Linked DNA regions of Sus scrofa: all the other regions are linked to region 2. The links are chromatin contacts, called in public Hi-C and HiChIP or PLAC-seq maps. All regions are on one chromosome and are shown on one strand. The core of a region is the stretch at or near the end of the contact, and the rest is flanking DNA. Distances in the headings are between cores, read along the strand shown.

Evidence for each region. A called contact is a pair of places that touch in the nucleus more often than the background predicts. HiChIP or PLAC-seq counts read pairs in DNA pulled down with a chosen protein or histone mark.
Region 1: a contact with region 2 is called in a Hi-C map of fetal liver, with 1.6 times the contacts expected there. The contact joins the promoter of DHX16 here to the promoter of MRPS18B in region 2. A contact is called at or near these places in 9 of 47 Hi-C or Micro-C datasets (alveolar macrophages, epiblast stem cells, fetal liver and 5 more) and 1 of 2 datasets of contacts at active chromatin or transcription factors (alveolar macrophages).
Region 3: a contact with region 2 is called in an H3K27ac HiChIP or PLAC-seq map of alveolar macrophages. The contact joins the promoter of PRR3 here to the promoter of MRPS18B in region 2. A contact is called at or near these places in 1 of 5 promoter capture datasets (liver), 7 of 47 Hi-C or Micro-C datasets (alveolar macrophages, blood, embryonic fibroblasts and 3 more) and 2 of 2 datasets of contacts at active chromatin or transcription factors (alveolar macrophages and skeletal muscle).

What each region holds. Positions count from the first base shown.
Region 1 is chr7:23,205,404-23,209,683 of Sscrofa11.1, forward strand. DHX16 (DEAH-box helicase 16) reads right to left here and starts at 2,470. Exons shown (of 20, transcript NM_001123106.1): 1 at 2,264-2,470; 2 at 282-532. The coding sequence starts at 2,470.
Region 2 is chr7:23,164,548-23,168,996 of Sscrofa11.1, forward strand. It overlaps MRPS18B (mitochondrial ribosomal protein S18B), which reads left to right and starts at 1,767. Exons shown (of 7, transcript NM_001123140.1): 1 at 1,767-1,844; 2 at 2,996-3,104; 3 at 3,212-3,309; 4 at 3,437-3,505. The coding sequence starts at 1,767. It also overlaps a transcript of PPP1R10 not described here.
Region 3 is chr7:23,109,684-23,114,188 of Sscrofa11.1, forward strand. It overlaps PRR3 (proline-rich protein 3), which reads left to right and starts at 2,846. Exons shown (of 5, transcript XR_002345608.1): 1 at 2,846-3,985. It overlaps GNL1 (G protein nucleolar 1 (putative)), which reads right to left and starts at 2,731. Exons shown (of 12, transcript NM_001128478.1): 1 at 2,659-2,731; 2 at 2,075-2,240; 3 at 1,564-1,700; 4 at 1,251-1,402; 5 at 1,062-1,133. The coding sequence starts at 2,731.

The sequences.
Region 1 (4,280 bases), core at 1,220-3,719, 42 kb after region 2:
CATTATCCACCCGCCCCATCCTCTCACCCCCCACTTTTGGTCTTTTTAGGGCCACCGCACCCATGGCACATGGAAGTTACCAAGCTAAGGGTCCTACACCACGGCATGGCAACTCGGGATCCAAGCCACGTCTGTGACCTACACCACAGCTCACAGCAATGCCAGATCCTCAACCCGCTGATTGAGGCCAGAGATCGAACCCGTGTCTTCATGGATACTAGTCGGGTTGGTTACCACTGAACAAGAATAGGAACTCCTCTCTCACCCTACTTCTGACTTACCCTGTAGTCTTCTTTCCTTTCTCAGGAACTTCTTCCTCCTCTTCTTCCTCCTCTTCCTCCTGACGTTTCTTCCTGAGGTGTTTCCGTTTTTTCCGCTTCTTCTGGAGACTGCTCCCAGCCCTGCCTACAGCCTCCTCACTGCTCTCCTCACTGTCCTCCAGCAACCTGTAGGATCGGTTCTTTTCCAGCAAGGCTCGGGCCTCTCGCTCAGCTGCCCGAGCTGGCTTTTCTGCCACTGCCTTCCGTGGGACCTGTCAGAAGAGGAGAAGACAAGGGGGTGTGGGCAACTCCCGATCCCTGCCTACCTACTCAGCCCTGCTCCTAATTTAAGGAGTAATTTGTTTTTTGTTTTTTTTGGTCTTTTGAGGGCCGCACCTGAGGCATATGGAGGTTCCCAGGCTAGGGGTCCAATCAGAGCTACAGCTGCCGGCCTATACCACAGCCACAGCAACACGGGATCCGAGCCACGTCTATGATCCATACCACAGCTCATGAATCCTTAACCCACTGAGCGAGGTCAGGGTTCGAACCCGCATCCTTGTGGTTGCCAGTCAGAGTCGTTAACCACTGAGCCATGACGGGAACTCCAGGAGTAACTTGATCTTCAACTGGCCTTCATTCTCTCCCTTCCCCAAGACCTTGCACCAGGCCCACCTGCCTGAATGGGACCGCTCAGCTTCTAAACTTCTTTTCAGTAATTCATTTAACAAACATTCATTAAAGCCTGTCCTGTGCACCCACTGCTAGGCATTAGGGATACTGGGATACATTAAGAGAAAAATCCTTATCCTCATGGAGTTTACATTCTCAAACAGTTCTCAACTGTTCTGCCTCCCTTCTTTCCAATGACTAAGTCATTCCCATACAAGGGAGTTCCAGTTGTGGTCAGTGGTTAATGACTCTGACTGGCAACCATGAGGATGCGGGTTCGACCCTGGCCTCGCTCAGCGGGTTAAGGATATGGCGTTGCCTAGAGCTGTGGTGTAGGTTACAGACGTGGCTCAGATCCTGTGCTGCTGTGGCGTAGGCCAGCAGCTGTAGCTACAATTGGATCCCTAGCCTGGGAACCTCCATATGGTGCAGGTGCAGCCCTGAAAAGATGAAAGACAAAAAAAAAAAAAAAAAAAAATGTCATTCCAACACAAGGACTGACAAACTGACAAGGATTGTTTTGCAGAAGCCTGTCACGTGCCTGGCACTGTACCAGACTCCAAGGATACAGTGGTGAACAGATTAACAAAAAGCCCTGACCCTCACATCACAATGTTCTAATTTCATCTCTCACTAAGCACCTTGTAGGACGGATGCATCAGGTTATCTGCCATCCTGTAAACAAGCTCAATACTTTCATTCTTTTTTCTTTTTAGGGGCACACCTGTGGCATGTAAAGTTCCCAGCCGGGCTAGGGTCTAATGGGAGCTATTGCTGCCGGCCTGAACCACAGTCACAGAAAGGGAGGATCTGAGCCGGTGTCTGCTACCTACACAACCCACGGCAACACTGGATCCTTTAACCCACTGAGTGAGGCCAGAGATGGAACCTGTGTCCTATTAGTCGGGTTTGTTACCGCTGAGCCACGACAGGAACTCCCCACACATTTCTTCTATAACCGCACTACTCAAGGTGTGGTCTGTGGACCATCAGCATCACCTGGAAACTTGTTAGATTTCGAAATGAAGAAACGAAGAATCCTTTCCAGACCTACTGAATTAGAAGCAGCATTTTAACAAAAGCTCTAGAGGAATCCTACACCTGTTAAAAGTTTGAGAACACTGCTCTATACCGCTTAACCCAACGTACTTAAGCCGTCCTCAACCCGCAGGCGATAACGGACAAAGGATAAACGCCTGTTAACTGAGTTAACTTAATTCTCCAAACGCGCGTCCAGCCCAGCCTCACTGGGACAAACAACCTGGGGACCCCTTCCCTGCTCCACCCCCTCTCCTATTTCTCCCACGCCGGGGCCCCGCCCCTCTAGGCACCTTGTTCCAGAGTTTCAGGGCGAAGTCCCGGGCTGGCCCGCTGAGGTCCAGGGTATCAGTGTCTCGCAGGCGCTGCACAAACTCTTCCGCAGAGGCGCAGCGCTGTGCGGTACCGATCAGGAACTGGGCCACGTGCCGCTCGCTCAGCCCCAGCACCGAGTGCAGCTCGTCCTGCACCCAGCGCTCCAGCCCAGCCGGCGTCGCCATGGCGACCTATGCTCCTTATTCCTGGCCCTGAAAGTATCTCCAGCAGCCACGCTGGCGACCGGGCGGGTCGGAGGCCTGGAGCCCCGGGCTGGAACCTCTCCTCCCCAAAGAAGCTGCCTTAGCACTTCGGGGTTCGGTTGCTGACAGTCCAAAGCAATCTTCCCGGACCCCGGAGGCCGGAAGTGGTCCACTTTTCCGGCCTAAGCACTACGGTGGCTGAACGGGCCCAAATCTCGCGGAAGTGTACGGGATAAAAGTTTCATTTCCTCCCTTAGTTAATCTCTCTGCCTCCCCCACCACGTTGGTGATTTGTAGGTATTTCATTCAGCAAATGCTAAGATCCTAATATGCGTTAGGTACAGTTTCAGTCCCCGGGGATATAGCAAAAATCAATCCGAAACGAATCCCGTGATGAATTTACAGAGGCTGCGGGGGAGGGGGAAATTTACATGTAAATTAAACATGTAGGAGTTCCCGTGGTGGCGCAGTGGTTAACGAATCCGACTAGGAACCATGAGGTTGCGGGTTCGGTCCCTGCCCTTGCTCAGTGGGTTAACGATCCGGCGTTGCCGTGAGCTGTGGTGTAGGTTGCAGACGCGGCTCGGATCCCGTGTTGTTGTGGCTCTGACGTAGGCCGGTGGCTACAGCTCCAATTCGACCCCTAGCCTGGGAACCTCCATATGCCGCGGGAGCGGCCCAAGAAATAGCAAAAAGACAAAAAAATAAAAAAATAAAATAAACATGTAAATTCTATGAAACCAAAAATAACGCAAGGTTTGTGAGTGTGTGTTTGCGGGAGGGCGGTGAAGTCCATTTCAAATTAGAAGATCGGTCCACTTATTACAGATTCGCCCGTGCTGATTAGGAGTGACCTTTGCTAGGACTGATACTTTCTGCAGAAATGAATATAGGTTAAGCATAAGGCAGGACTCTAGGTAGGAAGAAATTTGGGATCTGAAGGAAAAAACTCAGTGCCTTCTCAGAAAGTTATTTTAGAAGATCTCCAAACTAATGCACAAAATGTATTTTGCTTTTTTTTTCTTTCCTGACAGCTTGAGAGATTGATCAGTGGCTACTTAATTTTTTTTGGCCACGCCCAAGGCATTTGGAAGTTCCCTGTGCCTGGATCTAACCTGCTGCACAGCAGTACAAGGCCAGATCCTCACCCGCTCGAATCAGGGAACTCCACCGTCTGCTTAACTTCATTTTTCATCGATTTTTAGGTCCATACTCGCGGCATATGGAGGTTCCCAGGCTAGGGGTCAATCGGAGCCACAGCTGCCGGCCTGCACCACATCCCCAGCAACGCTGGATCCAAGCCGCGTCGGTGACCTATGCCACAGCTCAGGACAACGCCAAATCCTTAACCCACTGAGCGAGGCCAGGGATCAAACCGCAATGGTTTCTAGTCGGATTGTTTCTGCTGCGCCACAGCGAGGAACTCCAAGCGCTGCTTAATTTTAAATAAGCAGAACTTGTTGCTTGACTTTGCTATCTGACCTCTTTTTGATACTGCTTCATACTTTTACAATTAATCGGATTTATCAGACACAACTGTTGGGAAACAAAACATTTCTTATTCCAATTAACAGCCACAGGTAGCTCCACATCATTGATTTCTTGGATCACTGTTTTCTGTTTCTAAAATGAACCCTAGGCACCCCTGGCATCTCAGAGCTTTCTGCCTCTGCTTTCCTGGGTCACAGCTGATTAGGATCTTTACCAAATTAGCTGCCAGCGTTTCCCTCCATGCCCACACTCTCTCTGAAGGGGCTCATTCTTTTGACACTTTGCTTGTTCCCTTGCTAGT
Region 2 (4,449 bases), core at 517-3,016:
TGAGCTCATTAACCCTTTTGAAGACTGCAGCTAACGAGAGGAAGGTAACCATTCCTCTTTATAAAAAAGTAAACACTTATGGCTTTGGCAGTCTGGAAATTGGCTGGATTACCAAGGGTTAACCATCAAAATCCTAACTTGCTGGCCCTCCCTCCACCCTCTCCTTGCCCGCACCAGGGCAGGGAAGAGGTAGGTGGTAGAGGAGAGAACACCACTGTTAAGACCCAAAGGCCCTTTTAATGGAGATTAAGCGACCGGATCGGTCCTTCTCCAGTTCTCTATTTGTTCTATGGTCTCATTTCGTCCTCTCATTATTTTTGGTTTCACAACGGGAAACGTTGATTTCTTGTTGCAAGGCTGGTTTTTGAAAATTCGACACTTACTATCCAATTTTTTTGCGACGTCAGCACCTCGGGCTCAGGGGGGGAGGGGGTTAAAATTTTAGAGAAAAAAATAAAACAACCAACCAGGACCCAAAACTCAATTATTTGCGGGGCCTCATTGGATCAAAAAGTCTCTTTAAAAAAAATAAAGGCCAACTCAGTATTCATTTCCCCCCCCACCCAACTCCATTTAGGGAGGGGGGTCGTAGAAAAAAAGTTCTGAGTGGATTCAAAAAAGTAAACGCTGGATGAGTGAATTTGAGTGGGTTTGGGAAGGGAGGGTGGTTGATTATTTTTGAAGTTATGTGGTGACGGTCCTTCGGCCACAATTTCAAGTCCCAAGCAGCGTGGGCTGGTGGGGTGGGCAAGATAGGTGGGAAGGGGCAGAAGACACAAGTGGTTGGGCTGGTGGCTGCTGTTTTCCCTTTCCCCCCTCTCTCAGGATCCTTTCAAGGGCTTAGATGTTGCTGCGGCTTGTTTCTTTTTTCCTCGTGGCTGGCCTGTCTTTCTCCGAGAAAATTCAAACCTGGGATAAAAGGAACAAAAGGGAGAAAGATACAATCAATACGGGTTGCTCGGAAACGCCCCAAAATACCGTTTTTGTTGCCCTCAAACACCTCTGTGTCCCATCCCGAAAACAGCCGCTTAACACAAGTCATGGCTCCCAACTGAGCCTAGGCCGAACCCGTTTCCCAGGCCAAAAATGTCACCCTCCAACCGACAAAAAGGCGAAACTTACCTCTAAACGAACCCCAGAATGGCGGCTGCCCGCTCGGGCGGAGTCTTTTATACCCGGACGCCGCCCAACGCGCGCAAACGTGCCAGTGAAGCGCCCTTGTCGCGAGACATTGTGCGCGAGGCGTGAGTTCATTGGCCAACCAGAAAGACAACTCGCCAGCTGATTGGCTAGCCTGTCTTCGGCTTCGCTCAGCCCCTTCCCCTGGGCACCCTCTTCCGCCTCCTTCCTGGCCCGCTAACGCGTGCGCGTGACCGGGCGGCCTAGCACCTCCCTTTCCTCTGCTTCCACCACTTCCGCCCTCGAGACCATTTCTCACCCTGGGTTGGTAGAATCGGACCGGCGCATGCGCAGTGAGAGAATCTCGGTCAAAATCTCCTTCAAAATTGCTTACAAGACAAACTCGAAGAATGAGGTCTAAGAATCGTAGTGACTGGTGCCGCAAAAACGCAATTTTGAGGCCGAATTCGATTGTGACGCAGTTGAAATTGCCTTCTCCTTATGGCCCCCCTTTCTCGTTTCCGTCTTGACGCAGATGCGCGGCCGTCTTCCGCACTGCGGGCGCGTCCTTGGCCCTACCCCCAGTCAGTTTCCAGGTGCATGCGCAGTCGCCTTTCTAGCCTTTCCTGCTTTGGGCGTACGTCAAGATGGCTGCCTCCATATTGAACGTGTTGCTGAGGCGCCTTCCTGGCGTTTCGCCCTTCAGAGGTGCCTACGGAGTTCAGGTAACTCCTTGGAGCACGTTTTGTACAACCCAAAACTTAAACTGTACTTTCTCTAGGTTGTCGCTCCACTTCTGGGAATCCAGGAGCGGAGAGCTTCCCGATTGCTGTCAAGGCAATGCTTTACTTCCACCACTCTCTTCCCTTCTCGTTCCTCGATACTGCGCGCATTTTCTTATTTCGAGTCGAGGGTGAAGAGCCAGGGTTGGATGGTATCCTCTTCCCTAGTTTCCATCTCGATTAAATAATTAAGAGATGGAATGAACCCCTTGGTCATAACACAAACCAGCTGTGAACTGTTCAGACGATGTCTAAATCTGCGATGCCCAGTAAGGTCTTTGGGTTGAGGGACAGACACTAACTTCTACCAGCCCTGCTATAGCCTAATAAAGCCAGGACACATTCTCACGACCTGGGGACCAGTGTCTCGGCTCTCTTTATGTCACTGAATCAGTTTCTCATCAGAGCATACATGAGCTTAACTTTGGGTCGAGGTTTCCCTCCAGCCTCACGTACTTACCCCCCTGGAGGTTCTTGGCAGGGCAGATTCTTAGCGGGGCAGGGCGAGATGGGAAGGCTTAGCCCAGCTGCCACTCCCTACAGTGGGACTAAAAATTGGTGACAAGGGTCACCACAGAGTTAATTATAGGCCTGGTAGCTTTAAAGGTAGCGTTAGGACTCAAGTTTATTCTGTCCTATGGAATGTTGACCTTCAACTTTTTATAAGGCTGGGCAACTCAGTGATTCAGGATCGGATTGAGTGGAGATTCATCTGTCTTTGCATTTCCTTCCTGCCATTCATCTTAACTCCAAGAAGATAAGACATTCTCCCTTTTTCTCCACTAGACTCGGTCTGTCCCAGAAAGGACAGAGTATCTTATATGTGCCACGTTTTTGAGTTGTTTTCTCAAATAAATTTGCCTCCCCATCAGCTATCTAGTTACCCTCCAACATGACTCTTTCTCTGAAGATCCAGTTACAGTAGGGAGACTGGTGGTTAATGATGTCAACTTAACCCCCCCACCCAACGCTACCTTTCATATATATTTCATTAACATAGTGGGTATAGATTCTTTTTCTCCCTGAACTGTTGGCAGCTAACCAGTCAGGTTTCTCCTTGAACTCACTGTCTCATTTCCACTCTCCTTCTATAGGTTCTCCTCCAGACTCTTTGCACCAAAGCTCCCCCTGAGGATGATTCTTTGCCCCAGGTTCCCATTTCCCCTTATAAAGATGAACCCTGGAAATATCTGGACTCAGAAGGTACTTCTTCATGGGGGAGGGGAGGGCAAGTCAGGTCTGAAATAAAGGGACAGAGATGCCCCCCACCACCTGCACCCAGACATGACTTAAGTGGCCTTTCATTTCAGAATACCAGAACCGCTATGGTTCTCGCCCTGTCTGGGCTGACTACCGTCGCAACCACAAAGGTGGAATACCCCCACAGCGGACTCGAAAGATGTGTATTGTGAGTTTCTGAAGGTGACACATGGATGGGATGTGGAGTGGGGCTGAAGGCTATAGCCGCAGTGGTAGCTGCACTTTTTCAGACAAGGCTTTGAACATCTTCACCTGCCAGTTTCTTCTCTCTACAGCGGGGAAATAAAGTTGCTGGGAATCCCTGCCCCATCTGCCGGGATCAGAAGTTGCACGTCGACTTTAGGGTAAGGAGAGTCTTTTCTCCAGAATAAAGACCTAGAGTGCTAGAGAGATTACCTTAGGTACCCCTCACTCTTCATGTCCTGGTGCCACTAAAGTTTTTTGGGTTTTTTTTGTTTTTTGTTTGTTTTTGTTTTAAGCATAGTTGATTTACAGTGTGTCAGTTTCTGCTGTATAGCAGAGTGCCCAAAGTCCATTTTATATTGACTTTCCGGCAATATGAAACATTCCTTCTTCTAGCCTTTGCTCTCTGCTATGGGTTATACTAAAAAGCTTCATCCACTATTAAAAAAGAAACCTTCATCCCTTGCCTATGAAATTTATAGTCTAAATTGGCAAGCAAGAGAAATACTCGTTTCTAATGGGAGGGCTACACCCAAGGCTTCATTTTTATACATCACAGTTAGCAGCAAGTAGATTGGACTAGTTCTTTCTCTGAGGTTTTCTTTATTTTGTCGGTGGCATGCTGGAGACTAGGGGCTGGAGGGCAGGTACATGAAGCAAGGTACAGTCAGTTATGTTAAAAAAAAAAGAAAGACACTTCAGTGTGAGAAGGACAGGACCTGTTCCTTAAAGGATTCAAAAACCTTATGATAATGGAAACGTGCTCGTCTGAGTTTGCAGGGCTTAGAAGTATTAAGAAGGTCGTCAGGGGAGTTGGAGGGCATTTGTGTGTCAGTCAGCAGAAGGGGGTGTCTGACTGCTGTCAGGCTCCTTCAGAAGCAGGTTGTAGAGGAGTCCAGGAGCTACTTCTCAGTTTCAGCTGTGTACAAACTATAACCATCTGTATACAGTTTATAGTAAGCTGCCTGGCTAAGGGAGAAAGGTTGAATAGTGCAGATGATTCTGCTTGCTATCCCACTCCACAAGTAAACCTGCTTTTTCTTTGGGAATCTCACCACCTGTGATTAATTGCTGGCTGAGAATCATTCTAGTAATTAAACCTTTT
Region 3 (4,505 bases), core at 1,596-4,095, 54 kb before region 2:
GGGTAAGTGACACCTGTGCATTTGTCTCCAGAGGATTCTCTACAGGGCCTGATTAGGGATGGAAATGAGCTGAAAACACGACCAGGAAACAGGGACCCACCCCAGCACACTGGGGTAAGGGCTGGAATCACAAACAGGGATGGGGGTTGGGATAGAAATACGTTATCTATTTTCTTTCTTTTTGCTTTTTAGGGCTGAACCCACGGCATATGGAGGTTCCCAGGTTAGAGGTCGGATCGAAGGTATAGCTGCCGGCCTACATCACAGCCACAATTAATGCCAGATCCCGGCCACGTCTGCGACCTACGCAACACCAGATCCTTAACCCACTGAGCGAGGTCAGGGATCAAACCCGCATCATCATGGATGCTAGTCAGATTCATTTCCGCTGGGCCATGATGGGAACTCCAAAAATATGTATCTATTTTCAAGTGCACACACCTGTCTACATGTGTACACATGCATACATGTGTGCATGCACACATGCACATTTGTGTTGAGTATGTGTGGCTGTGTGAGCGTGTGAATGCGCGTGTATGTCTGTGTGAAGGAGTGTGCATACATGCTGTTAAAGATCTCCAACCTGAATGTCCCCACAGTCCTCAGACTTCCCTTTCTCCCACTGGAGGACAACTGTGAAGTAGCAGAGCCAGGTCACACAAGGGCCGTCCAGCAGCAGAGTCTACAGCTTTAGCCACTACCCTAGCATCCCGAGGGAGGCTGAGTTCTGCAGTGACCCCTACGGCAGGGCAGCCCTTTTCACAGAATCCCCTGGAGCTCCATACTGGGACTTTGTATGAGCTCTAGTGGGCTAGGAAACAGGATATGCAGTTTTTCATCAAAGGAGCAAAGAAAAGGAGAGGCAGTGGCCAGGGGAGGAGTGACAGGCTGGGACACTGATGAATAAAGACTGAGTCTTTGGACTGCAGCCATCAGCATGGAATAGAGGAGACCAGAAAGGAAGAGGTTACCTCTTTGCCTCCCAACTCCTGCTTCTGCCCTTTACCCCACAAGGATCTTCCTCCCTCCTCCCCTGGCCCAACCTCATCCCCAGGACTCACTGGATGTCGGATATCAGTAATTAGCAGGACAATGTCAGACATCTCTAACACTCGCCACAGCTGCCTCCATGTCTGAAAAGACAAGGTTGATATGAGAGAACCTGAGCCCAGAGTTGCTCTCCTGCCTGACGGCAGACCAATCTGACCACGTGTCACTACGCCCCACTCCTGTCTTCACTCTATTCTCACCTCCAGATTGTGCTCAAAGTAACTGAGTTTCTCAGAGGTATAAGCCCCATGAATCTTCCCAAGATACTCCTGGAAGCTCCGTTCCTCCTGGCTCATCAGTTGCTCCTTGGACATTTCATAGTTCCAAGGAGGACGTCGGGGAAAGTCCAGAACTGAGAAATCAAGAAAAAGTCCAAATAAGTCTGAGAATAGTTTTAGAACCTAGGGTGCATCCCAGGCCCTCCCATTCTTCCTCCCAGTCAGCTCTTACTCTTCTAAACTCCTTTCCCCAGCCCACTGCCTGACCTAAGCTCCCAGCGCTGAGCTCACTCACCAGACCCAGGCTGATAGACTTCCTGGATGTCCAGCTCCAGCAGCTCAGCACTCACGGGCTGCAGCACTTGCTCCCGGGCCGCTCTCTTTCTCCTCTCCACCTCCTCTCGGCTGTCTCGCTCAAAATGCAGCCGATACCTAACAGGACAGGGACCACCACATCCATCGCCAATCCTTGGTCACAAACTACCCTCTTGGGCAGACAACTTCGCAAAGCTTCCTCTCCAGAGTTCAAGTCACTCCTCTGAATGGGCCCTCCCCCAAATCTTTTTCACACAGCAGTAGGCCTTCCTCCAAGTCTCGCCCTTCTGAAGGCCAAACTCTCCCCAGCCCCTCCAGTCCAGAAGATCGTGGCCCGCTCTGGTGACCCAGAGGCCCCGCGGAAAACCGTCGCATCCCAGCCCCACCATCTCCAGTTTCAAGCCTCCACCAGCAGCAGCCTGCTTTCCCCTAGCGCTCTGACTTCCGGGTAGGCGGGGAAGCCCAGGCCAGAGACCCCCGCCCACTCTCACCGATTTGGGTCATAGCCACGCGGGCCCAGCCCCTGGGAAGGCTGCTGGTTGAGCCTGCGGATGTGATGGGTCACAGATTCCCCGTCCGAGGTGTCAGTCTGCTCCTCCCGCCGCTCCCGGCTCCCGCTGCGGCTGTTGGAACTGGATCGCAGCCCATCTTGAAGCCCTGCGGGGAGGAGCTGGTGACGCCAGTGCTGGCCAGCTCTCAGGGGCCATAAGACCCCCCCCCCACGGTTGGCCTGGCTCCTCCTCACACCACCCTGATTCTTTTGAAGCCAGATCCTCCCACCTACTCTGCCCAGGACCCTCCCGGATGTGCGTGGGGGGAGGCACTCCTCCAGGGATCTGTGGGGATGGCGCCCCGTAGGAGCTGGAGGGATTCCCCTCCCCCAACTCTCCATCCTTCCCCACCCCTTCCAGATGTAGGGGGGCTGGGGTGAGGGAATCCCCTCTGCGGTCGCCCACGCGCGTCGGCGCGCTGCCGCCACCCCTTCCCACGCCTCCCAGAGGTGAGGTGGGCACACCCCTCCCTCCAGATGTGCGGGAGTCCGAGCCCCGCCCCCTCTTCTGGCTCCCGCACTGACCTCGCTTCCGCTCCCGCTTGTCCTGCAACTGCTTCTTCTTCTGCTTCACGCTGAAAGGCTTCTTCCTCGGCATGGCCCGGACCAGTCACCTGGCCCGCCCTCCGCCGAGCTCCAGCCGCTTCAACTGACTCCCCCCGGGGCAGCCCCGGTCGCAGGGGCCCGGGACCCTGGAGGGGGCGGGGCTGGAAGGTGACGTCAGCGGGCGGGCCTGGCCGATGCGCCCCCGCGGCCGGGGTGGAAGACGACCAGGGGAAAATACAGTCACTTTCCACTGGGAGCGAGGCAAGAGAATGATGAGAGGTGGGCTACCAGCATGTAAGAGCCAGTGGCACGGACAGGGCTCAGCAGCCGCGAGAAAGGAGGCGCGCGTGGGAGGATCGGTCTAACTTCGTCACGGACGCTACCAACTAGCGCTCGGAGGAGGGGGGACGCGTGTCATCACTACCTTGCGCGCGGGGGAGAAGCTACCACTCACCTGGTGGGGGCAGTGGAGCGGAGGGCGGGTCTTACCACCCGGGGGAGAAAGGGACGCGCAGAATCTACTTTACCAACCCTCCGGCTGGATCTTGGAGGAAAGCCGCGACCACGCGTCCCGGGAAGGAAGCCAAATGACTGGGCTACACTAGGACAGGGTCAGAGGTCTTGAGGGGCGGATGGCGGTTTGGAGAGCCCTAGGCACTGCCCTGCTGGCACCCAGATTCCTTGTGGGAACGGTGATAAGGAGCAGATTTACAGATCATAAGTGCAAGTGCGGCCGAGGAGGGAAATCCAGGTGGGACAAGGATGTTTGGAGGGAGGTCACAGGGCACGAAGTTGTGCCTGCAGCTGTTACCATAGAAACCGGGGACCGGATGTGGCGATCTTAGGGTGCGACAGCCCCTCTGTCAGGCTTTCTGCCCCGAGAGCCCGCCGACTCTATGACACACTGTGAGGAGCCGGTTGTGTTTTTTTCCCAGCCGGGGGGAAGCGAGCGACTTTTTCAAGCGTTCATAGAAATGCGATAAAGGAATGGTTTGGGATTGCTGCCACGCCTGGCTAAGGCCGAGGGAGCCTGCTGATGTGAGACGAGCCGCACAAAGGGTCCCCAGAGCCTTCCGGAAGTGAAATGGCGGGAGCCCCAGCCTTCACTGTCCACTGCCCCCCCGGAAGCGGAAACAGAATTCCAGCGTGCCCCTTCCTCACTGCTCTCCAAATCCCGCTGCAGCCATTGCCGCAACCACGATGCCGAAACGAAAGAAGCAGACTCAGCAGCAGCAGCCTCCGCATCAGCAGCCCCCACTGACAGAGCGGGAAGAGACTGGAGATGAGGAGGATGGGAGTCCCATCGGTGAGGAGTCCGAGAGGGGTGTGCACATGCCTGTCAGCTGGGCCAGGCGAGGGGCTAGCCGCCGAAAATGTGCTGGGGAGGGGGCTCTAACGGAAGGAGGAAGGGCGCACGCGCTGGGGCGGGGGCTGGGGGAGGCCTGTCCGGAATAGAGCACTATGTGAGATCTCTTACTTGAACCCTTAACTTCAAACCGGCCCCTAAACCTTTCTAAAGAAGTCAAGGGAGAAGACGAAGAGTTCGTGTGCGCAGCCGCAGCACGACAGGGGAGTGGGGGCCCTAGAGAGGTTGCAGATTGCATGACTGGGATGACAGTTTGTGACCAGACTTTCACAGGGAAGGTGGAAGAGCAGCCTTCTTTAAACTACTCGGGAATGGGATGGAGGTGGGGAGAGCTATCTGATTGGTCAACAGTTAAAGCGAGAAATTGGATTACTTCTGGAACCACTTAGGATCTTTTGGATAGCAACAGCCTAAGAGAAAGTTTGTAGATATCCTTTCCTCATTATTCCCCTTGAGTCTC